4 separate regions of the Mus musculus genome follow, and all the other regions are linked to region 3. A link is a contact called in public promoter capture Hi-C data. All regions are on one chromosome and are shown on one strand. Each heading gives the region's core, a stretch centred on a gene start, on an enhancer-like site or on the middle of the called end of the contact. The rest is flanking DNA. Distances are from core to core; before and after follow the strand shown.

What was found. Promoter capture Hi-C pulls out the DNA fragments that hold promoters and counts their contacts.
Region 1: a contact with region 3 is called in a promoter capture Hi-C map of cranial neural crest. The contact joins the promoter of Ociad2 here to the promoter of Nfxl1 in region 3. A contact is called at or near these places in 5 of 39 promoter capture datasets (cranial neural crest, hippocampal neurons, liver and 2 more).
Region 2: a promoter capture Hi-C map of pre-B cells shows a contact between it and region 3, with 4 times the contacts expected there. The contact joins the promoter of Ociad1 here to the promoter of Nfxl1 in region 3. A contact is called at or near these places in 6 of 39 promoter capture datasets (the C10 cell line, cranial neural crest, liver and 2 more), 1 of 484 Hi-C or Micro-C datasets (pre-B cells), 1 of 115 datasets of contacts at active chromatin or transcription factors (extraembryonic endoderm stem cells) and 1 of 9 other capture datasets (adipose tissue).
Region 4: a promoter capture Hi-C map of pre-B cells shows a contact between it and region 3. The contact joins the promoter of Fryl here to the promoter of Nfxl1 in region 3. A contact is called at or near these places in 5 of 39 promoter capture datasets (cranial neural crest, liver, neutrophils and 1 more).

Annotation. Positions count from the first base shown.
Region 1 is chr5:73,335,834-73,341,823 of GRCm38.p6, forward strand. It overlaps Ociad2 (OCIA domain containing 2), which reads right to left and starts at 3,114. Exons shown (of 7, transcript NM_026950.4): 1 at 2,698-3,114; 2 at 1-112. The coding sequence starts at 52.
Region 2 is chr5:73,290,315-73,297,008 of GRCm38.p6, forward strand. Ociad1 (OCIA domain containing 1) reads left to right here and starts at 2,480. Exons shown (of 9, transcript NM_023429.4): 1 at 2,480-2,662; 2 at 3,971-4,033; 3 at 4,612-4,692. The coding sequence starts at 3,976.
Region 3 is chr5:72,558,155-72,564,742 of GRCm38.p6, forward strand. It overlaps Nfxl1 (nuclear transcription factor, X-box binding-like 1), which reads right to left and starts at 1,491. Exons shown (of 23, transcript NM_133921.3): 1 at 1,435-1,491; 2 at 860-1,114. The coding sequence starts at 1,112. It overlaps Gm34144 (a long non-coding RNA gene), which reads left to right and starts at 5,113. Exons shown (of 4, transcript XR_001784872.2): 1 at 5,113-6,187; 2 at 6,528-6,588.
Region 4 is chr5:73,254,040-73,260,158 of GRCm38.p6, forward strand. Fryl (FRY like transcription coactivator) reads right to left here and starts at 2,579. Exons shown (of 63, transcript NM_028194.2): 1 at 2,361-2,579.

The DNA of each region.
Region 1 (5,990 bases), core at 1,864-4,363, 780 kb after region 3:
GCGGCAAGTGGGGGCTTTTTTCTTGGTTCCCATGAGTGGACACTGAGGCCATGACGCTGTTGCGTTTTCTTCTATTGCCGTCGAGTGCTCTGTATCCTCCTTGTTTTGAGGACTAAGAGAAGTAGAAGAGACTCACTGTACACACCAGGTCTGAATGTTTATGCCCCAGGCTTCAAATCACCCCTCACATCAGCACCACTGACAGAGAACTTACTGCTTTCACTTCGTTATCTGTCTTAACCTGCAGCCATGTAGAAACTCGAGCTTTTAAACAATTATTTATTATTGGGGGTGTAGTGGGGACACATTATGTCACATACACACGGAGGTCAGAGACAAACTTGCAGGAGTCAGTTCTCTCCTGTCGGGTGGGTTCTGGGGATCAAACTTAAGTTATCAAGCTTGGTGGCAAGTGCCTTTATCCACACACACACACACACAAAAAAGATTTAAAATTTGTAATAATGTATCAGTGTTAATGGAGGTCAGAGAGTCAAATGCCCTGGAGCTGGGGTTACACATATACAGCTCTAAACCTCCTAATGTGGGTGCTGAGAATTGAACTTAGGTCTCTTTAGTCTCTAAATCTCAATTTCTAAAGACTCCCCAATACACACCTATACATCCTGTCATGGACCCACACTAACCAACAGTGATGGGTTTTATTGTGCACATGTTTTACTGCCTACAAACTAGGTCTTTAAAATGTCTCAAAGTGTTATTAAAAGTTAATAAGTATCCAAATGTGTGCTGAGTGTCAGTGATATGCCAAGGAGGCCATGAAAGCCAAAGTAAACTCACCGTAGGAGGAGCACAGGCTAAAAGGGGGGCTACTGGTAAGTCAGCAGTTATTCACTAGGAGAAGGTCCAAGAGGCAAGAACAGGGAATAATAAAGGTCTGTCCCAGCCATCACTGTACTCCTGAGCTTTCAAGGGTTAGAGTCGGGGAGTCCGGGAGCAGGGCGGCATGTTTAGACAGCGATTAACCTGTCTAGATAAGAAACCCAAGACCCAAACTGAGATCTTTTCCAGACGCATGAAGGTGAGAGATTTGGCTTAGGAAATATTGGACTTGGGAGCTGGGGGGTAGTTGGGTACAAACCCTTTATTCAGTAAAGACTAACGTATTTGGGGATCTGGCTCTGGAATTTCCGATTAGGGAAGGCTGGAGAGATGAATTTGACAATGGCCATCATAGGGATGCACGTTAAAGCCAGGGACACACTCGTCTACAGAGAGTACTGGAAAATGTGAACACGGAACCCAAAGGAGGATTGGCGAGCGAATAAAAAGATCATTGGCCAAGGAGATGACTGTGAGGGAAGCACTGACAATCACCAGGGAAGAAGCCATCAGCCTCCATCCCAGGGCCCGGGGCTGGCAAAGATGGACATTCTCCAAGTGGACCATGAGCCTCATCTTCTTCCCTAGTCCTGGGCCCCATCGACTCTCCTACAAAACAGACAGCTCATATAGAATCGTATTTTCTACATTAGTAACTCAGTAGCAAGAAAAAGAAGCCCAGGGCCCCTCCCTGTACATTCCATCTTGGGTGCCTAGTGTTGTTGGGGAGTAACATGATGCTCTACAGTGTTAGATACTGGAGAGGGTAATAAGAGCCTGACTGTGTGCACCTGTCCCCATGAGATAGAGTCTCACTATGTCACTCTCGTTGTCCTCTAACTCCCTGTGCAGGCTAGGCTGGCCTCAAACTCCCAGAGATCTGTCTGCCACCCGAGTGCATTGTTAAAAGTCTGGAACAATGTCCTGCAACACACCAGTTTTAATTCTGACTTTCTTTGCAGGTCCTGAGAATTGGAATAAGGGATATAAAGTGTCTGGGCCTCCACTGTGTCATCTGAGACTTGGGCACAGCAGTCTTAAGCTGTGCAAGGATGGGGATGAGAAATGAAGACAGGACCAGGGCACAGTGATAGGTGTCTGAACAGTAGGGGAACAATTGTCAGAGTGGCTCTGGGCATCTTATTTTCTAGGAATTAAGACCCTAGGAAATCTTTGCCACCTATAGGCAAATTAGATGATTTTTTTTTTTTTTTTAAATTCCCAGTCAGACCCAGAGCCATCTCAAGAATCAGGAAGCAAGCAACCACACACCTCAGTGTTGGTGGGCTGGGTCTTCCAGAACCCAGTTGCTTGCTTTGAGCAAGCCTTACCTTCTGGGCACATGCGCGTGAACACACACGCACACACTCTCAGGTCTGGTGCCTGACCCAGTCTGTGGCGGGGGAGGGGAGGTTGGCCCAGAATCAGCTAGCTAGATTTAAAGGCTAGACCCTTCCAAGAAGGCTGCCTGCAAAACTCCAAGCTACACCCCTGCTTGGGGTCGCAGGAGTTGGTGGCACCTGGAGAGGAGCCAGGCAGGCAAGCGTTGGAGACTGGCTACGGCGGAGCGGCGGCGGTGCAGTCTGTGAAGGGCCTGCGCAAGTCCCCAGCACCCGGGAAGGAAAGCCAGCAGAGAAAGACACTGCCCCAGGCCACCTCTCCTGCCCGCACACCACCCTCTGTGGGCTCACAAGTGCGGGTGGGTGCTACCGAGGCGGAGCTGCGCACGCACGCGCACACACACACACACACACACACACACACACACACACACGACTGCAGACACCCCTCCCGCGCGCCGCACACGCCCACCGCCCCAACCCGAACCCCAGGGCCCCTCTCCTCTCCCCTCACCTTTTTTCTTGGCGATCTTTCCTTTCTTCCCTCCTTCCTCTTCCTTCCAGCGCTCGCTCCTCCCCGCACCTCTGCGCGTCGCTAGCTCAAGACTCAGCAAGTGCAGCCCGCCCCCACTTGCAGTCTCATTCTCTGTTGGTGACACTGGGAGAATCCAGCACTTTCCAGAAGCCCCCACTTCTCAGTCTCTTCCTAACACTTGCTATACTCTACCTCATTGTTTTTCACGTGACTCCGTCCTCCCAACAAAAACACAGGCGACTCCAACTGTTTCCCTGAACCCCCTCTCTGGGCGGATTTAAGCATTCACCTCAGAACAAAAGCACTGTGCTGCGGACAGCCGGGACAGCCCGGTAGGGTCCCCAACCCCGAGGGAGTCAATTACAGCCCACCTTGGTTCCTTAGCCTTCTTTTGCCAAGCTTTTACCCTCCCAATGGCTAGCCTATGAGGGGAAGGCACTGAGTGTGTGTGTGTGCGTGCGTGCGTGTGTGTGTGTGCGCGCGCGCGCGCGTATATCCTAGTATGTGTGACTATAAATGAGTGCCTATGTATGTGAGAATGTGCAAGTATATATGTGAACACATATGAGTATATATGTGTGTCTCTGTGTGTATGTATGTAAATATATGTTAGCATAAACCTGTGCCTATATTATGTGAGTGTGGGTAAGTGTATATATGAGCGTATACATGTATGTATGTATGTCTATGTAATTGTATGTGACTGAGTGTAAGTATATGTGTGTTAGTGCATTTGATGGTGTCTAGGAGTATGAGAGGGTGTGCATGTATGTGAGTGGTGGTGTGTGAATGCATGTATACATGTGTGAATGTGTATCTATGTAAATGTATGTGTGTGTTGTGAACAAGAATTTCCAGAAAGACGCTCTGTCTGCAGAGACTGACTGACTGACCAGTCTTGCAGTGCTGAGGGGGGAAATTTGGAAGTTGCAATTCCAGAGGCAACTTATATTTTCTAGCTTTAACCCCCACAACGGGGCTTCCTTACCCACCCCTCTGTCCAAACTAACATCCTGTGACTAACAGTTCATTTCCTGCTGCCCACAGAGATCAGAAGAGGGCATCGGGACCCCCCACCCCCACCCCCCGGAATTGGAGTTACAGATGCTTGTGAGCTGCCAAGCGGGTGCTGGGAACTGAACCCAAGTCCTCTGCAAGAACAACAGGTGCTCTTAGCCACTGTGCCATCTCTCCAGGCCCTGTCCTGGCCTTTTCTACCCTGGCCTCCAGCCTGGCTGGAAAAAGACCCTCTTCTCTTTCACACTCAGGAAAAGTTGTGTCCTCTCAGGGTACTTATCACCATAACAGTCCACTGGGGAAATGTACAGTGGAGAAAGCACCACCCCTGCTTGCTTTTAGTTGACTTTATACCCATTTCAGGAGGTCACCAAGCCCAGCAATGTGTCCTTTGGCCTTCCAGATCAGATTTCTGCTCAGCTCTATATACAGACATGTTAATCATTTAAAGATCGGTCCTCTGAAATTGGCAATACAAGATTGATTACGCCTCCACCTTCCTGCCCCCACCCTCCAGAGCTGGGTGGTTAAGAGCACTTGCCGCTCTTCCAGAGGACCAGAGTTAGGCTTGAAAGAACTTGAAACTCCACTCTAAGGGACAAGACTCCTTCCTCTGGTCTCTGTGGGCAGATGTGAGCACTTGCACACACATACACATGACTAAAATAACTTTTTTTTAAAAAAAAGATATTGCTGGTTTAGTTGATTCTCCATCCCTAGTAGACAGCGGCAGACTCTCCCTGTGGCGTTTCATTTTCCCTTGACCCAATTTGACTCTCAAATTAAAGGTAACGTAGGCCTGCTAATTTTATTTTCTGTTACCAGAAGTCAGAAATAAGCCCCTGTGGTGCTGTGGTTTTCAGAGCTGCGCTTTCTAAGTGTTCTTGCGAAGTAGATGAGCCATCTCCCTTACACCTCACACAAACCTTCAAAGTGGCATTTACCCTACACCATCTTGCTGCACTGAGTGTCGGAGTATGTGTGCCTCATTTGCATATCCACTTCCCACCAGAATGTTCCAGTAAAATGCTTTAAATAGCTAGAAATTACCCTTGGTCACACTTATAGCACAAACTCCTTAAATAGTACTTGGTTGGCTACTCTGGTACATCTGTGTGCAAGCATGTACCCCTTATAGCACAAACTCCTTTAATGAGCCTTGTTTGACCATGCTGGTACATCCGTGTGCAAGCGTGCTCGAAGTGACAAGGCACGAGGCAGTTCCACAAAGGAGTGACCTTCAATGAAACACTAGAATAAAAGAACCCCGGGCTTGGCCCTGAAAGTCTTACCCGTGGAATGAAGTCTGTGTTGGTCCTTACTTCAGCATTGTGTAGGGCCTGAGGATCATGGCTGCATAGCTGATACTCAGAGGTTAGTTTAGCATGTGCCAAGCTACTCAGGGCAGGCTCCAGTGTGAACCATCTCTGCAGTCCCGTGTTGTTTCCAGGCAACATCTAGATTCATTAGCTGGGCTTGCATGATTCAGCCCTCAGGTCCTCTGAGGGAGAGGCTGAAAGACTCATACTCCCTCCTTTCTGCTTTTTTGCTCAGCCTGGTCCAAACTTGGTCTGCTTCTTCATTCTCCTTTCATTTGTAAAAGACTCAGCCTTGAGGTCAGTTCGTGGAAAACCTATCTACAATTTAAGACACATAGGGGTGTAGTGACCAACATTCCTAATGACAGCTGCTAGGTACAATACTCGGTGCTAAACTTCCCTCCGTGATGCCTAGAGGTCTTCAGTCAGCAGTCCTTCCCCAACCTAAGCTTCTCCTAAGAGAAGGCCCTCCCCGCCCAACTCCTCCTCCCCCAACCTAGGCCCCCTTCCCCAAGACAGTCAATCATTCTGCAGTGGATGCCTGCCAGCCCATCTTCCCCAACTGTGCCATGTATGTCATTCCTAGTAAGTGTAACACACACCATATTTTCAAGCACCTCCCTCCAGGTACTTGGATTCTTATCTTTCATGTTTCTGTAACAAATTACCCAGGACTGACCATTTTAAAAATAAAGAATAGAGAAATAAAAATATAAAGAAAAGAGCCAGGTGTGGTGGTGTACATTTCTTTTTTGTTTTTTGTTTTGGGTTTTTGTTTTTTTGTTTTTTGTTTTTTGTTTTGAGACAGGGTTTCTCTGTGTAGCCCTGGCTGTCCTGGAACTCAATCTGTAGACCAGGCTGGCCTCGAACTCAGAAACCCATCTGCCTCTGTCTCCCAAGTGCTGGGATCAAAGGCGTGTGCCACCACTGCCCGGC
Region 2 (6,694 bases), core at 1,230-3,729, 730 kb after region 3:
TCTGTCTTGTAATTGCATAGTCTATGAACTTTATAGTGATTTCTTTCTAATGATTTCTAAGAACTGATAAGGCAAAATACTTACCCTCATAGAACACAACTGCAGATACATTGAATAATTGTTATTTTTAAACGATGAAGAATATAGAGAAAAACACCCAAAGTCAAGCTCTGGCCTCTAAACATGTATGTACAGGTAAGTGTGCCCTTCCACATACATAGGCAGGACACACACACACACACACACACACACACACACACACACAAGTGCAACAATAATAATTGCAATTTTAAATCTTAAAAATCCATCCAGCACTGAGGAGATGACTTAGCAAGTCACACAAGTCTTTTTTGTTTGTTTGTTTTGTTTTGTTTTTTGTTTTTTCCAGTCAGGGTTTCTCATGTAACCCTGGCTGTCCTAGAACTCACTCTGTAGACTAGGGTGGCCTTGACCTCAGAAATCCACCTGCCTCTGCCTCCCAAGTGCTGGGATCAAAGTTGTGCGCCACCACTGCCTGGCAGTCACACAAGTCTTACAGCCTGAGTTTGATCCCCTGATCCCAAGGTGGAAAGAGAGAACCAACCCTGGAAAAATCTCCTTTGACCTCCACAGAGTGCTGTAACACACACACACTAATACAAATTAAAATTAAAAAAAGAGTGCAGCTAAAAAGGGAAACTTTGATGTCACTGAAGTCAAGAAGAAATTCATTAGATTGCTTGAATTTTTATGAATTAAGGAATACTCTGACATATTCCTTTAATAATGGTTTCACAGTAATGTCTAACAGGCTAACAGGGCTGGTGCTATACCTTGGAAACTAAGGACACTTACTGTCCTTCAGATTATCTGGGTTCAATTTCCTACACCCTCATCAGGTAGCTTACATCTGCCCGTAACTCCAGTTCCTGTACCTGTGGGGGTATACATGGTACACATAGACTCATGCAGCCACACACAGAAATAAAAATAAATAAATACTTAAAAACAAATAAAGTGACTTCTGAAAAACAAAAGTAATATCTAACAGGTAAAGCTGGGCTGATACCGCCTTGGCTATTTGCTCAATGAAGATATTTGAAAGAGTGCTTGTTAAAGACTCTTCCAGGGATGTCTCTATTCCTCTCAAAGAACAATGGCAAATGGAAGGAATAATTCCATCAAGTCATGCTTGGTGAACTAATGAGCTTAATTAAAGTTACTTTCCAAATCATGGGCAGCTTGCCAGCTATGCCTCTTAATACATCTTTCTCCCAAGCATATATGCTCAATTTTGTACCTTTGAGAAAAGGATGTGCCTCTGAGCTCTTGACTCTTCAGGAGGGCATGTTCGTGGAAGCAATCTTTTGAGGGTCTCCAGTGGGTACACCACAGCTGCTCTGATCACAAGGATGGAACCCAAGGCTTTCACAGCTGAGCTTAAAGTTCCGTGATTTCTGGTGATCCCCACGTTCCTGGTGCCATAGCAAGGGTCTAAGATGGTTAACAAATCCTATCGCCTTTCTCCATTGGATGGGCATCAGCTTCCAGGAAGGCTTTGGAGCTCACCCAAGTTATGTTTGAGTTCGTCCTTAGTGTGGGGTTCAGGAGCCATAGAGGTCTAGCCATGACTCCGGATTCATGTTTTACATGACTTTCTCTCTTAAATAAGCATACAGACAAGTTCGTGGATGCCATAGAACCAGTGAAAAACATATGAAATGAGGAATGGTGGGAAGTCTGACAATTATAGGAGTTCATAACTTCGTGGGCTGGAGCTATCAGAGGTATCAACGATATACTTTCAGGACTTGGTTCAGTATACGCACTCAGTAAACATGCCTAGGATCAGTGTAAGAAATGAATAGTTGGTGGTTAGGAGTGGCAGCCTGAGCTCTGACGAAAAGTTGGTCTCCTAGCATTAAAATATAGTCTCCTGGTAATACAGCCCCAGAGCCTAAACTCCTTTTCAGACTTGTTTTAACCCAAAACTGTGAAACACACATTATTTCTGTTATTCAGATGAGTAAATTCTGAGTCTCCGAGTTGGAGTGTATCCTGACTCTAGTGTTAGAATCAATCGGACACTAGACTGGAGGTTCTGACAGTTAACTTAAGAGTTCACGCTTAAAATTCACTACCTAGCCTAGAGGCTTAAAGCATAAGAAAATTTCTGTAAATCTTAAAATTAGGGAAGTCCAAGGAAAGTCATGGGATAAGGAGGGGACTTGAGGATGGAGGGGTTCCAAAATGTCCCTACTGGCTTGTCACTGAACAGTCTCTGGGGTATGTCACAAGAGCATCGAACCTAGAGGCAGAGCTGAGCTGCAGGCCTTAACTCGCGCAGCCGCAGTGCAGCTCTGGAGCGCCGCGGCCTGGGGCGGGGTGGGGGGCGGTGAAAGGGGCGGGACTAGTTGGACGGGGCGTGATCGACATCCGTGAGTATTGAGAAACTGGCCCGCCGCTGTTTCCCAGCGCTGTCCTGACGTCATTTCCCGTCAAGGGTACTGCTTCCGGGTGTCGGCCTGCTGGCGCTCGTGTGTGGGTGACATCTTGGCGATCGCTTGGAAGCTGCCCTCTTTCCCCTCCCCGCTTCCCGCGTTGTCCGCTGTGCCTGTCTCTGGGGTCCTCTCCCGGCCTCTACCCCGGGTCCTGCTCCCAGCGTTGCCGCCTCCATCGTGAGGTGGGTGTGGTGGCGCGGCTTTCCGCCAGTCTCCCACCCTCGCCCGCAGCCGCCATTTTCCTGCCCGGAGGTGTCCGGTCGCACTGCGGGCCTGGGCTCTGCTGCAGCGCCGGTGACTCGGGCACCGGGAGACCTGCATGGAGGGGTGGGGAAAGCCGCGATGGCCGAGGTGGGGTGGCAGGTCAGGGACAGGAGTGCTGGCGTCCGCGGCTACTGCCTCGCTTGAGCCTTGTTCTTTATGATTACAGCTTTGAGCTGTAGTGATCAGACAGGTCGCACTGCCCTCCAGCCTCCCTGGGGACGAGATTTTCTTTCTTTCTTTTTTTTTTTTTTTCTTTTTTGGTAGGGTTTTGCAGTTTGAGAAGCTTCCTCTGAATGCTTCATCTGTCCAAGAGTTCAGTTTACCTTTTCTGAAACCTTTTTCTTTGAAGGGATATAGGTATGCAATAGGTGATGATTTTAGTGACTAAACGAATTACAGAAAGGTGCTTTGCTGTTGGCATCCAGTAAGTCATACTGCGATGCGTTTGTTTCAGCGAAGACGTACTCCTTATTTTGTCTGAAATGCTGAGGTCTAAGTTTAAAGGAAGGCGAAAGAATATATTTGCTCTTGGATTTTAAAATTTATTTAAGATGTTTGAAGATTACTTGGGCTGGTACAGGGAAGTTTGCCATTAGCGTAGCTACCTGCAGAAAATGTGACGTCATTATTTTTTGACTGCTGAGTTAGGGGATACAATGCAGTTTCGTTTTAATTGGAAACCTAGAAGTGACTTGAGGTTTTTCCCTAATCATTTGGATATGGTTGTAGTTTTTGTTTTGTTTTTGAGTCAAGGTACAGAATAATGTGAAATAACATAACCTAGCCTTAGAAGGGAATTTTTTTCCATTGTTTTGATGTACCCGTTTTTCAATCAAAGGGTCGAATGTGAATAATTAGTTCAGATATGTTTATGACCCTTTTTCATTCAGTTATTTTTTTATGTCAGGTAGTTGAAATGTAAAAGTCGGGGCCTGAAGAGATAACTCAGCAGGTAAGAGCACTGGCCCTTGCAGAGTTTCCAGTACCCACATGTCCTATCACAGTATCACAACCATCTGGAACTCCCAGTTCCTGGGGATCAGGTGTCATCTGATCTCAGGCACCAGGCATGTTAGTGTATACAAGCAAAGCACCATGCACGTAAAATACAACTAACTGTAAAAATGTTTAATGTTCAGTAAATATTTGTTGATTTACAGGTAGACTGGTTAGGGGGGTTTATTCTGATACTTTGTAATATTTGGATATAAATGTTTCTGATACAGGAACTATGAATGGGAGGGCTGATTTTCGAGAACCGAATGCACAAGTGTCAAGACCTATTCCCGGTAACTTTTTAAAAAATATTTATTTATTTATTATATGTAAGTATACTGTAGCTGTCTTCAGACACACCAGAAGAGGGCATCAGATCTCATTATGGGTGGTTGTGAGCCACCATGTGGTTTCTGGGATTTGAACTCAGAACCTTTGGAAGAGCAGTCAGTGCTCTTAACTGCTGAGCCATCTCTCCAGCCCCTCCTGGTAACTTCCATATTAAGTATTTATAATTTGTAACACTTTCTGGGTAAGGACATTTTATTTGCCTGAGTAACAGAAATCGGGCTGGTCTTATGGGTGTGACATAGTCACACACGCAGCTTAAATATTCTCTTGTTACTGTCTCTAAATTTCTTATTATCTGAACAGGGGTGGGGGTTTGTTTTACATATTTTCATTTAGCACCGTGTCTTGCCTGTCTGACTAGTGGGTAGTAAGAATAAATTCTGTAGGAAGTCAAAATTGATTTTAAAAATAAGTGACAAGCCAGTTGTCTTAGTTTTATTTTTTAAATGTTCTTGTTATTAGTAGACAAAGCTAACTTTTTAGGCTTTTGAGAAAATGACTTCCAATCTTTCTTTAAAAGACATAGGAGGCGGTTATATTCCGACAGAGGAGGAGTGGAGACTCTTTGCAGAGTGCCATGAAGAGTGCTTCTGGTTCAGATGTGAGTTATCCTGTCTAAGAACTGTTTTAAAGAATGTTCTTGGGTGGTTCTGTGGTACCTGTGTATGTGCATGTGCAGAGGGAAGAAGGCAGTGAGAAATGGTCTCTCTGTGTAGCCTTGGCTGTGCTCGAACTCGATCTGTAGACCAGGCTGGCCTCAGCTCACAGAGATCCTTTGCCTCTTGAATGTTGGGATTAAAGGCGTGCGTCTCCACCAACACCTGGTCCATCTTTCTCACTGAACCTGGAGTTTCCATCATTTGGCTAAATTGGCCAGCCATGAGCCCGCAGGATCTTCCGTCTCTGCCTCCTTAGATGTGTATTGGTGATCAGAACTCAGAGCCTAGTGTTTGCAGTTCATGCACATTACCACTGAGCCATCGCTCCAGCTCTGGCTCATCATTTTTTCTAATTAGCATAATTCCATCCAAAACCTTCACTTACAAACTTGACCTAAATGCATGTTTGAAAGTATAATTTATAGACTATATTGGGACACTTTTGGGATATTGTGGTTATTACTAATAGAGATTAAGGAAATTGTCAGTAGTAATAGCATGAAAATAGGTTAGTAAAGTTCTCTCCCTTTAGAGATGAAGGAACTAAGACTTAGAGGTGTTAAATGTGTCTACTTGTGTTACGCGGTAGCTGGTAAGTCACTGTTGTTTCTCCAAGTCAGGTGTGTCTGAGTCACAGGCTTGGTTGGGGTTTTAACTCTTACATTTAATGACTGCTGTAACAACTGGTGCCTTTGTTGCCTTTCCCTATAGTGAGGAGTTATTAGACTATCAACTCTCGCTTTCTGACTACAGATCTTATGATTAGGATAATGATGTTGTTTGTCTATTGTAGACCTGGCTGGCCTGGAACTCACTTTGTAGACCAGGCTGGCCTCGAACTCAGAAATCCAACCTGCCTCTGCTTCCTGAGTGCTGGGATTAAAGGTGTGAGCCACCATGCCTGGCTGACTGTAAGGATTTTTAAAGCATCTTTATTTTTATTTGATATGTGTGGGTGTTTTGCCTGTGTTGTATGTCTGTGGGCTACATGTATTCAGGGCCTGAGGAAGCCAGAACACGGTGTCACTTCACTTGCTACTGGAGTTAGAAACTGTTTTGAGCTACCATGTGGACGCCAGCCCTCGGGAAGAGTGGTCAGTTCTTTCAGCTGCTGAGCCATCCCCCTAGCCCTGCAGGATATGATTTTAAAAAGGGGTAGAAACAAAGAAGGAAGGGCGCTGGAGGATGGCTCAGTGGGAAAGTCTGCCAAGCTTTGAGTCCAGTGTATAGAATCCACTCAAGGGAAGGAGAGAAACCACTCCCAAAAGCTGCCTCTGACCTCCATAGGAATGCCATAGTAGTATTCCAGTTTTTAAAGGATGTAAAATGGCAGTTTTCTAAAAGGTTAATAAGAGGGAATAAATAAAAAATAAAGGTCAGATGATAACATCAAGATACTTAATTTATAAGAGTACTCATTTAAGGTATACTATTTGTCTGGGGAAATAAATTTAGTATGGATGGTTTGCATTTATGGTGCAACAAATTGTTTCCAAAGACTTGATGACATAGGGTTAAGAAAGAAACCCCTGCAATCCTGGTCCTTAGGAGGCAGAGACAGAAGGGTCTTGAGTTTGAGTCTGGCCCTGGAGGTGCAGTAAGTTGACCTGAGAATCGGCTAATCCAAGATTCTCCATGGAAAGACTAGACTTGGTATGTGGGTATGAAATGTAATGTGTTAAGATAATGGATACTATTGTGTCCAGATTTATTTCTGATAAATTTATGCTTTTGTGTGTGTCACTTAAAATACCAGTAACATTATGCTTAAATTGTATTGAAGGGCAGTGATCTATCTGAAGGCAGGATTTCATATAAAGTAAAGTGATAAATGAACAATAAGATACTTTTTTAATTACAACATGTTAATTCCAACTTGAAGAGAGAAATAAGGACAGATGAAAACTAGCTTGCTGTTGTATTTCTATCTGAGCTACTAGACAA
Region 3 (6,588 bases), core at 241-2,740:
AGGTCTCTAAATAGCACACTGCACCTCTATGATTAACTGACCAATTGCCAGCAAAATCAACGCAAACTAACTTTCAAGTTACCCTGGGAAACCCCACGCAGAGACTCAATTTTGCTCCTAGCAGGAAGGGAGAACTGATGCAATTCTACTATAATTTCAGAAATAAAAATTTTAAACCTCTTCTGAAAAAATACCTTCCAAACACAAAACACTTTCAGGGACCACTCTCTTTTATCTGGAGTGTTATGTATAAACACTCTCAACGTCGCCCTAAAAGATCTTGGACCAAGGCTATTGGCAAATCCATCGTGGCAACACCTGATACATCATGGAAAGACATGGAATTTCTGCACTGGGATCAGTTAAAAACAACAACCAAAACGCTTACAGGGTCCAAAAAGTCAGGTAGCCTGGGAAAGATGGCTATCAACAACTGGTCTTGAAAGTCGAGTTGATTAATGAAGAATGGAGTTCCCAATCTGTTCGTAAATGGAATTCTGAGACCTTAGCCTAGCTTGCTGTTACCATACACACAGATGCGAAAGCACAAGGTCCTATTTTACGACAGATGTTAAACATCTTAGATTATAAAAGAAAACAAACTCTGGCGATCCATTTACTGAGTTAACCAAATCAGCTGCACACAATTGAAGAAAGTGACTAACAAAGGCAATTATCAATTAAAATGAGGATGCAAGCGATGAGATGAAAATCTGCCTGAATGGAGACGGTTCCCTGAGACTAAACTCCGGGAGCTGTTAAAAAGTGAATGAGAGACTTGGAGGGCCCTGGCAGCCAGCGATAAGTAGGGAAGTGACTTGGGGAGTTTGGTGGGGCGGGAGACCCGAGCCATCCTCACCTGAGCCATCCTCACCCCGGGCCCCCGGGGGCTGCGGGGCTTCGCCTCCAGCTGAGCGCTGCCCGCGACCCGCAGGGGCCAGAGCTGCTGCTCCCCCGGGGCCGGGGCCCGAAGACACCGCGCCCCCAGACCCTTTGGCTCGCCCTCCTCCAGCGCCACCAAAAGGGACTCCATTTCCTGAGAGGGGCACTGCGGTGGCCCGTCCTCGGGCTCGGCCTCGGCCAGCGGCCACCTGGCGCCAGGGAGCGTCCATCCCTGCAGCGGAGAGATAAAGGAGAAGGAGCGTGAACGGGCGTCCGAGGATGGAGGCGGCTGCCGAGGGACCGCAGGGTCAGGCTGGGTGCGGACGGACCCCGCGACACGGAGACCCGGGTCTGAGGAGGTTGCGGCCCTGTGTCTCCCGAGGGCGAGTCCCGCCAAGCCCAGGCTCGAGCGACGGGCGAGGAGGGAAAAGACGGAGGGCAGAAAAGAAGCACGGAGCCACGAGGAGCCCACCCGGGACAGGAAAAACCCAGCCACGGGAAATTCTCCTCAGCCTCAGGAGAAGTGCGGTAGGCACAGAAACGCGAACTGACCGTGCGGCCGCGGCCGCGGCCGGGAACCAACTGCTGAAGTGGACCGCACCGAAAAGCTACGTCTCCTTACCGACGGCGCCCACCGCCAGGGACTACAACTCCCAGAAGCCTCCGCCCGCGGACCGCAGAATGCGTGGCAGCGAGGCAGCTTTTTTTTTTTTTTTTTTTTTTCCCGGAAGAGACGAAGGAATGCTCAGTGCGCATGCGCGGTCGTTCGCGGCCTTTGGGGAACTACATTTCCCAGAGTGTTCCGAGGCTCATGAAAAGTAGACGCCTCCGTTGGTGGGCGTGCCGGGAGCATGCTGCTACTGGCGGCTGCTCCCAGGAAATACGCGAGGTTTCAGGATTCAGAGAGGGCAAAATTCACAAACAGTTGTTCTCGCCATAGTCTTGCTGCTTGCAGGTAGCAGGCAGGTCCTCGTCCAGGAAGTACTTAGAAAACAGAAGACGCCATGGGGAGCAGGATCAGAAGAGCCACGGGAGCATTGTAGGAAAAAATGGTTTGAGTGGAGAAAGCTTTCAGAACTCACAATGAAATCTAGCCCCTAGTATTAACCACCTTTTATACTTTAAAACAAGCTTTCCCTTAGAGACTGCTTCTTTTCCTTTCAAGGCTGCTCCCTCCAGTAGATTCATTAAGGAAAATAACTGAAAGCCAGCAGCTAATCTTTACGTATAGATTGCAGAAATTCATTTAGTGGTCTCTTGGAAAATGAGCTGAATTTTTGTTGATATTTGAAGTTATACAATCCTTAAATTACCCTTCAGCTTAGTTAATTTCCCAACATTTACCACAAATATATTTAGATGCCATTCAATGTGTCCAGGAGTGTACAAAATATTTACATATATATGTGTGTGTGTCTGTGTGTGTGTGTGTGTTTGCACATATACAAAGTTTTACACTTATAATTTATTGAGATGAGTTTTTTTAATATTATCTAGGCTGTTCTTGAACTCATGATTCTCTCACCACAGCCTTAGAAGTTGTTGGGGCTCCAGGCCTTCATCATCATGTCCATTGTGTCAATATTTTTTTTTATTCAAAATAACCTTATTTATCATTCCAATTTTACCACTGGGAAAACTAAAGCATAGAGAGGTAATTGTGCTGAAACTAAGCTTTAATTCTATCATGTTTTTAATTTCTTGTACATAGGTATTACATCATGGCCTATAATTCATCCAAAACCAGTAAATGTCGAGGGAATATTGAGGTGGCTGATGATAAGGAGACCCTCATAGAACCTTGGTGTGTAGCACAGATCTGCGTTAGCACATTGTCCAAATCTCCATACTAAACCTTCCTGAGAACACATTCCCTCCAGTCCTCCAAACATTAGTTATAAACTATTCTAATATTTATCGAGAGCTTCAAACAAGCATTCCTTCCTTTTCTTTTACATACCTGTTTAATAACATGTGGAGTCTCATCATTGAAACCAATTTTTAATAAATAAATGACACCAAAAAAATCTTTTTCAACACTCCAGCAGGGCCTGGGTTGCAACTAGGTAAAGTGACTCCTGGCCTCCTCTCTTAGACATATGATGATTGTGTAATTCTCTTTAATGTTCTGCATCTGCAATGTCCTGATAAGCCACGTGGAAACTAGTTACTCCTCGGCCTTTGTAATGAAACCTGTAAGTGGCTGGAGGTTTAAGTCAAGGGGTATGCCCTTGAAGGATTCTCTCTCTGTCTCTCTCTCTCCCTCCCTAACTCCCTCTCTTCCTCCCTCTTTCCCTCCCTCTCTCCCTTTCTCCCTCCCTCTCTTCCTCTCTCTTTCTCTCTCCTAGAGGTATGAGATTTGGCCCCCACCACACATGCCTAGAATGATATATCATTTAACCACAAATACAAATCAGTGAAGCCAGTCTTTTAAGATTGAAACCTCAGGAACCCATAGACCAAAGCACACTTTTCCTTTTTTTAAGGGAGTTTATCTCAGGAATGTGATATGGTTCATAGAAAGCTGGAAAACACATACGGCTATTCCAATTATATTGGAGTACTTTAAAAGGCAAAAACTTCACCTATTCAAATTTTTCCATGAATGTAATGAGAATTTATAATGATAACCACTTTGACATCAAACAATGTTATGAGCTCACTGCATGAACAAATACTATTACATCATAAGCCTTGACCATGCAGAACAACACAGGAGCATGTGTAAGTGGAGAGTACATTTTCAAGTTTTTCATGCTGCTATGTTTACTTTGAAATTTCAGATAGCAACATAAATAAAGGTTCTTTGATGTTTTTCAAAGGGCTATGGGTTTACAGAGTGAGAAATATAACTTTGAGCTTGTATTTGACTTTAATTAAAAAAAAAAACTTTTCCCACAAAAAGTTTTAAAACTTAATAAGGTGAAAAAAAGATGAATAAAGTGACAGTCCCAAGCATTGGGAGTGCTCAGATTTTCTGGTAGGAGTGGAAACTGCTTAAAAGTCAAAAATAGATTTGATGTACTACCAAAGTATTATGATTAAAAAGTTCCATTTTGAAGCCAGAGTAGGTAGGTTGGGGAACAGGGGAGGGGGGGGGGCTACAGGGCAGATAGGGTATAAGGGACTTTCAGGACAGCATTTGAATTGTAAATGAAGAAAATATCAAATAAAAAATTGTTTAAAAAAAAGCAAGCAAGCAAACAAACAAAAAAGAAGTTCCATCCATTTCTGGATATATACCCAAAAGAAAGCAAAACATAACTACACACATAAATGCATATACCTGAGTTTGTTGGAAGGATGTTCAAAATAGCTCCAAACTAGAAGCAATGTGACATTGGCCTCTGTCTGTTTTCTGTTGCTATAACAATACACGAGGCCACAGATGAATTCTGGGTAACTATGAGTGCCTTAGTTAAACTTAACAGAACAGAGATTTATTCTTATAGCTTGGGAAAGTGCTAGAAGCTGGTGAGGAACTTCCTGCTGGGTCATAACATGGCAAGAGACATTAAATTGTTAAATAACAAGAAAATCAAGCTCTGGCCTCTCTCTTTTAAAGCCATTAATCACACCATGGGGCTGCACCTTCGTGACTGCATCTAGCTGGAATTACCTCCCAAAGGTTTCAGCTCCAAAAACCATCAAACTATTAATCCAGGTATTAAGTTTATATAATGTATTTGGGGTGCACACTTTAATTATAGCACAACCCTAATGTCATCAGACATTAACTGTCGCTTCTGTCTCCAACCAGCAGAAAATAGCGATGACACAGCATTCTTCTCAAAGCAGTTTATTCAGGAACCTTTCAACATGCAAGCAGGAATCTCTCTCTAGCCCCCAATCGCAGTCCCTTATATAACCCCTCAACCATGCCCCATCTGCCCAGTCCGTGTAATCTCAGTTCATTGGCCTTCGTCAAATGGCCTGATCTTGCGTCATGGTGCACCTGCGCAGCTCTCACGATGGGCGTGGCCTATTTTCGGGTGTATGAGGAAGTCAGGTGCAAGTCATAAGACTTGGCTGCAGTCCCGGGTGCCATCTTGGGACTACCGCCACACCCACTCCCCACAATTAACTGTGAAACTATGTAAACTATTACACAGTCTCTGATGGAATGCCAGGTCAAACATACTACTGAGGCATGTAGTGAAAGAAAATTAAATTCAAGGTCCATGACTCATGCAGCTTGCTAGTTAGGAGGGCTTTTTGGGCCTAGGGCAAAGAACAAAGGCTGTTGCTGTTAAGTCATTCCAGGAACTGGCTAGCCATAAAGATAAGAGAGACCTGCAAGAAAGTCCAGACTATCTCAGTTGAGATATGGGCCATCTGGTATGGTGCCTCCCTGTCTCCAGCCCTTCTGATATGGGTTAGATGTTAACCAGATGCTCTGCTGACATAGATAATCACCTGCCCCTCAGAATTGCTGTTACCTCGCTCTGCACGTACAATTTGCTGATGTTTAAACTGCCCAATTATGTGTAACCATGCCAATTCTTCCCCTGCCCCCAACTTTTTTGTATGTAAACCCCCAGGTTCTGAGCCTCATGGTTGACCCCTCTGTCTCCTGCATGAGATACGTGTCAGTCTCTCATGATTCTTTGGGTGCGTGCGCCATCTCAGGACTTGAGTGGGGGTCTCCCCACTAGGGTCTTTCATTTGGAAGTTCCACTGAGATTTGCGTGACACCCAGGAACCCCAAAGACCCCTTGAAGGTACGTCTGTGTGAGTCTTATATGTTGTCTGAGTGTCTGAGTCGGCACCGCTGAGTTTGTGTTTGGTGTCGGTTTTCTGGCAGCTGCCACTGTGGGCCGTAAGGACTGGCTGTTTAAATCCAGACACGGACATGTGTGTTTAGATGTGCTAGTGTCTGTTGTTTTTGTTTTGTTCTTGGTTTTTCTGATCTTTGTCATGGGGAAGACCGTGTCGACCCCTTTGTCTCTGACTGAGGACCATTGGATGGATGTTAGGGCAAGAGGACAGAATTTGTCAGTGACAGTTAAAAAGAAACTTTGGCAGACTTTCTGTACCTCAGAATGGCCTGCTTTTTGGGTGGGCTGGCCACCTGAGGGAACTTTCGATTTACCCACCATCAGGGCCATGAGAGCCATTGTGTTTCAGGAAGGACCAGAAACACACCCAGACCAACAGCTGTACATCACAGTGTGGGAAGATTTGGTGAGATTCCCTCCCTAGTGGGTCCGGCCATTTCTCCCACCCTGTCATCCCAGCTCCAGGATCCTAACTGTCTGAGAGAGTGCTGTGAACAAGACGCAGAAGCCACAGCCTAAAGAAGATGGTGAGCGCTGCATTCCACCAGTGCCCACCCCTAAGATCTACCCTGAAATAGAAGAACCCCCTGAGTGGCCTACTCCCTTGCCCCACCCTACCCTCGAGCTCTCCAACCCACTTCTCAACCCCCCCCCCCGCCTCTCTTGCGGGGGGAGGAGGCCCCTCAGCAGGGACGAGGAGCCGTTGGGGAGCCACCCCTGTGGGCTCCAGCTGACTCCACTGTGGCGCTTCCCCTCAGGGCGGTTGGGCCACCCCAGCTGACCAGAATGATTTATAGCTTTTACAGTATTGGCCTTTTTCTTTCTCTGATTTTTATAACTGGAAAATTAATCACGCTCCTTTTTCAGAAAACCCTGCAGGGCTCACAGGCTTGATAGAGTCCCTGATGTACTCTCATCAGCCTACTTG
Region 4 (6,119 bases), core at 1,329-3,828, 700 kb after region 3:
TTCCTGCCAGACTTCAAACAGTTCCTCTACTGAATATACAGCTACACACTGGATCTGCAAAGAAATAAGGCAGAGCGGACCATCCCAGCTCTCCCAACAATCTCTAAGCAGTCATAACTCATAGTTATCTAGAAATATGTATGCAGTACACAGAAAACAGAAAAACGCATGCCATTCAGCACATAATGCATAGGCATTTCAAAGGTAAGCACTCCTGAACACTTTCTCCTTGTGTGATCTTCTTTAAAGTTTAGAAAGTCTCTTGTCTAAATATGCCACTAAATAAGGAAGTAAAAACGGGAAATTTTAAATTTGTTCTAAACACCTCCTTCCTATAATAAGCAAGGAAGACTATGCCCACCAGGTACTTGCCTGATATTGTTAACACAGGAGAATTAAAATAATAAGGTGGAACAAAAATGGATATTATCAAGGGAATTCTCTCTCAAGTATCAATGTCTCAAGTTGGACTTGTTTCCCAAATATAGTTTCTGTGTTATTATTGTTGAGATTGGGAACGTTCAGCATTCACTCAAGAGTTCTTAGACAGTAGCTTAAAGATAAACAAATTTTAAAATCTGCATTGCCTTAAAGGAAGGAAAAAACCCACCCGGGCCAGGTGTCTCAACAAAATTCATTCTTGCAAAGTACAAAATACTGTAACAGAGCACAAGGCAACCAGGATCAGCGGCTACATTTGAAAATAAGAAACAAAAATAAGACCAAAGAATCATAGGCCGGATGCTACTTCCTTGATAAGGCTGCAGCTTGCCGCCTCCAAGCGCTCTACAAACCATTGCTCAAGAAACTGTCAAAATGAAGGCTTATGAAAACATTCTTTTCTAAATAAGGACTCCAACAAGGGATGTGTTGTTTCTAGCTATGATTTCTGCTGCAAGTATTGACAAGTTCAACACCGGCAGAATGTTCACAGTGCAAAGACCTCTTATTTGATTCACCAATAGCAAGAGTGCCTGCCTGCAAGTAGTTACAATGCCTGCATTCAGTAGGGGAGATCAACTTTATGGAAGGCACCTGCTAGGCGGAACAGCAGTTTATAAAACCAACTTTTATTTCCATCAAAAGTTGTTCATTGTTCCCCCCCCCCCCCAATCCTACAGACCCTTCTACCCTCCTCGAAGAGCTTCTGTCGTGGAGTCCCGGTAATACTTTCCCTAGTTCAAAGGTTAAAGCACATTTAGTTCTGTCTGAAGCTCTAGCCCCTCAGCCATTCCCCCACCCGTTTATTTATTCTTTTATTAACACAGCAACCTGGGACTTATATCCTCGAAAGTCTACAAGCAAAGCGATTGTAGGTAATGAGGAACAAAGCTGGACTAGTAGTAAAGCATTCAGGCCCCAGATCGCCTTAGATATCGGCCTCTGCAGACGCAAGAAACGAGGCTCGGCCGGGCCGGGAGAACCTGCCGCCCGGAAGCAACAACTCCCATTAGAAGGCAAAGAAAAGTTGCACGGCTGAGCTCCGGACCGCGAGGAGCCAGCGCCGGTGTCTGCGAAGCCGGTGGCCCGGGCTGCACAGGCCCGGCGGCGGGCGGTGACTTTGGCGTCCGCCGGGCCGACCCCGGCTCCGGAAAGGCGCGGGTCCGGGGGTGCGCCGTCGCTTCAGGCGGAGTGGGCTCTGCGCCCAGGTCCGCACCCCTCCCAGCACCGCAAGCAGTGGGCGGAGAGACGCGGCGGAGGATCGCGGACAATGCCCGGCCGGGCCGGCAACCTCGGCGCGCAGCGCGAGCCCGCCGCCTCTCCTCCCGAGGCCGCCTGCCGGCACCTTCAGCCGGGTCGGATGATCAACCCAGCAGTAGCGCCTGCCGCCACCGCCCCGCCGCCCGCTTCCTCGCCGGGCGGTTCCCGGGTCGCGGTGAACCCGCGGCGTGCGAACCAAGCCGGCGCGCCGAGCGGCGCAGGGAGCGCGCTCAGGGCAGCCGGGCGCGCGGGAAGAGCGGAGCGAGCGTGGAGACGACGGCGCGCGACCAGGGCAGCCGGGAGCGCGGGGAGAGCCGGGCACGGGCCGGGAAGGAGGCGCGCAGCAGAGCGGGGCGCGCGGTGCTCCCCCACGGGTCTGCCGCAGCTCCGACGGGCTTTCGGTTGACCCCGGCTCAGTACCGCGCCCGCGTCCGTTAGGAGCCTCCCCAGTCGGCGCCGCAGCCGCCCATCCCGGTCCGCCTCCCTCGCGGCTCGCAGCAAGAAGGGCAGCCGGGCCAGGGCCGGGGACCCGGGATCCCACGGCCGACGGTCGGCGGGCATCCCGGATCCTACGGCCGACGGTCGGCGGGCATCCCGGATCCTGCCCCCGCGCTGGAAGAGAAAGTGAAATGAAGCGCCTTTCCCCAAACAGCACCTACCAGGTCCCCAGTCCCGTGCAGCTGCCTCGTTCCTCCAGCGCCGCCGGTCCCCGCCCTCGGGCCCCAGGCTCCGTTCTCTTTGACAATGGCGCGTCCCCTTTAAGGAATAATCCGATCGGGACCGATTCGTGGTTAAACCTCCCTCCGACTCTGATTTTAACCGGATTTCTGTCTCTCCCAGAGCCCGACGGGCGCCCGGCAGTGCTGCGAGCTCTGCCCACCCCTTCTCTGCCCCGCCCACCCACTCGCCTTCCTGATTGGCGAAGGATACTACACCAGGAACAGCGGTCCTCGCCCTCCACTGGCCGGCCTCCCCGCCGCTCAGAGTTTCCCCACCTTCGCCCCGCCCCCTCCCCCGGGTTGGACCTACCTCTAATCACTCTCGGTCCTCGCCTCCAACGTTGCTTTGGAGAACTGGCAGTCACGGCTCACCCTCCCGCCTCCGGAAAGCTAACTTTATTTTTATTGGTAGAAAGACATCTTCCTGTGCACCTGATTGGGTAAGAAAAGGCAAGTCTGCACGCCCCTTACCTTTTATCACTCTCCCTGGACGGCTGAAAGACAGTCGTAAAGTCTTCCCTATTTTGGCACCCTCAAAGCCTCTGTACCTTTAAATGTTGGTAGAGGTCGAGCACAAACAACCTATACTGAGGAAGGCGGGAAAGAGAGGTGGAAAGGATGCAAAAATCTTCAGATAAAAAGCACACCACAGCAGCTGCGGGATCCTGAGAGCCCAATCCTATTTCGTGAATGGAGTGAGAACACCTGAAATCCTAATACTGGCTCCTGAGAATTAATCAAGTTCACACTCCCTGTCTACTCTGCTCACATCCTTGACTTCCTGGCTTTACGCACCCGGAAGAATTAACGAAGGTGTCTTCAAACCCAGGGGTTTCCTTGTTTATCTTGCAATAGGACGTTCAGAAAAGCGTTAAGTTCTTCCCATTAGAAGTTCCGTTTAGGTCACGTCCTGTGTGTCATACTGGCATTTGCGCGGGACTATGCTATTTTTTATTATTTTTAAAAATTGTTTGGAAAGATTAAACATATATTCCTCTTTGCTGATATTCTCAAAGTTCCTCTTGTTACAAATGTGGACACCAGAGGGCTAGTCTTTGAAGGACAGTGGCACCTTTCCGGGGAAAGCACATCTACCCAAAGGAAGAGGGAGAAGTCTCGCCAGGAGAAACCTGAGTGGCAGAACCCTGCTCATTAAAGGAGAGGAATCCTGCGACAACCTCGGGATCTGCATTAACTTAGCACCAGGTTCCTACCCCAGATATAGGAAACGAAGGTTATTTCCAAAAAACCTGAGTGTGGTTATGGCTTTCGGACCCGCCAAGAAATAGTAAGGAACAGGTTAAGTGTTCTCTCTATTTTCTATGGTCTTTGATACTTTTGACGATCCTTTGACGACGTCAGAGGATCCCTACAGGTGCAGCAGTCACCTCCAGTAGTGCCAAGAAAGTGGCTGTGCCCAATGCCGCCCTAGACCAGACCAGCTTAGAGAGAGGGAAATAAGCATAGACAGTTGAGAGATAAGGCTTTTTTCCTGAACTCAGAGAGCCATTATTATCGAGGAGCAGTAAGAGAGGCGGGACTTGATTGGTGTTTGCAGGTCCTTCCTTTTAAATTGTTTGTACATTTTTGCAGCAGTGGGAATGAATTTAGGGACTCATGCATTCAAGGTAAGTCCTCTACCAGTGAGCTAAAGTCTCAGCCCCTCACGATTGTCACACGCTGAGACAAGAGATGGGAACCTAGCTGTTTTATAAGGCCTTCACAAATACAAGCACCCAATTACGGCCTTTAACTAAGCCCCCTTTCCAACCTACTCCTCCAGATACAGTCATCCCTCTTTCCCATATCTGCAAGGGAATTTCTTCAAAGACCCCCCACCCCAGGGATACCCTAATCTTCCGTTATTCAGGTCTCCTATAAAATCACATGCCATTGACATGTAGCATGCAGAGTCCTCTACATATTGAAAATAAACGCTGGAGTGTCTCTAATAGCTAACACAATGTCAGTGCTATGGGACTCACTATTGTACTGGATCACTGAGAGAATGATGACCAATAACATCTATGCATGTCCAATGCAGACGTGATCAGGGTGGGACTTGCTACATAGTGCACGCCAACAATAATTTAAATCCCTCGTCCTCCCAATATTTTCCATCCATGCTGACTAAATCTGAATGAAGACAAGGAACCTGAACTTGTATGACTTCACACTTGTACTCACTTATACCTGTACATGTGCGCAGTCAACTGTATGTCTGTGTAACCATCCTTAGACGTGTAGGCACATATGTGTTCTTTTTCAGGATGCTCATTTATTGCTTATACACTTGCCTTTTGGGTGTGTGTTGGGTTTTTCCTTGGCTCTGTTTTGTTTCTCAGTGCCAGGGGTGGAATTCAGAGCCTTGTGCACGTTAAATACACACCCTGCTGCTTAGTTATAATCCTAGCTCTTCGATAAGCTTTGAGGCGTCTTCTGGCTTCTAGTCATCCACGAGACTATAGTAGAAAAGACTGTTGTAATACTCAGGAGAGAGGCACCTGGTGTAAGTGTATACACAGCTGTAGCTTTTGTGTGGATCTCGGTAAAGTTTTTCAGCTCAGTCTAAGCCCCTGCTTTATGAGGTCCAGCTAACCGTGCTCTGCTCTGCCCCAGCACCCGGGGCTCGTGGCCTCAGAAGGCCGGCCGTAATTACTTGTAGGCTCTCTTTTTCTTTAACTGACTGTGGCAAGTTTATCACCTTTCACACAGAGTTATTTTAAGATTGTTCTGCGCTTATCCATGACAGACCTATTCAGCCCATTTCAGCCCACACACATGGCATGGAGGCTGGTATTGAACTCACTATATGGCTGTAGATTTCCTAGCACTCCCCGTCCTCCTACCTCCATCGCACCACATGTTGGGATTACAGGCATATACCACCATGCCTTCCTAGGAAGAGTGGTTTTTAATGTTCTATAGCACAATTGGGTACATACAGTTGACAAACAAACAAACCAGTCAATGGAATACTTCAGGATAGGTAGTCGAATTTATGCTCTCAACAGTTAAGAAATGATACTTGTGTCGGGAGGAGACAGAAACACCAATCACCCTAGGTGGATCTTAATATATTAAACGCAGCTGAAAAATAAGTGTATTTGCTATCTTTAAGTTTAAAATTAAAATGCATATTTTGAAAATAGCACAAGAACAAAACTTCTGGGAAGATTCCTTGGTTTCTTAGAGAAGGCCCAGGTCTCCCACTTTCCGAGTTTAAATGTGTTTTCCCGTTAACTAGCTGACATCCACTGAGAGCAGCACTGAAACCAGCACTTACCAGTTTACAGTCCAGCCTGTTCTACTGACTGAGACATAAAAGGCCCCGCACTGGACTTCCTAGATGGATTTCCAATTCCATCCTGCTTACAATACTGTAGGGGTGTAGACATGTACTGGGTATCATCTAAGCACTTGGACAAAACAAAGAAGCCCCTTCATAACCTGACTCCAGGCCTCCTCTCAAGTTTCTTCCTGATCATTCCTCCTTGACAGTCAAGCCTCAGTGCCTGTAGCCATATGGTGTCCTCTGTGAGTCTCACCTTCCCTCCTTTCCTTCCTGGAGGACTTTCCTAGCCATCCATCGAGTGGCTGGCCCAGGACAGGGCTTTGCTTTCCTTATGAGGCCCTCCCTGATTTATTCTTGGTGCGACTTTCTTACCACGTGGGTACTGTCCTAATGACAGGCCTCAC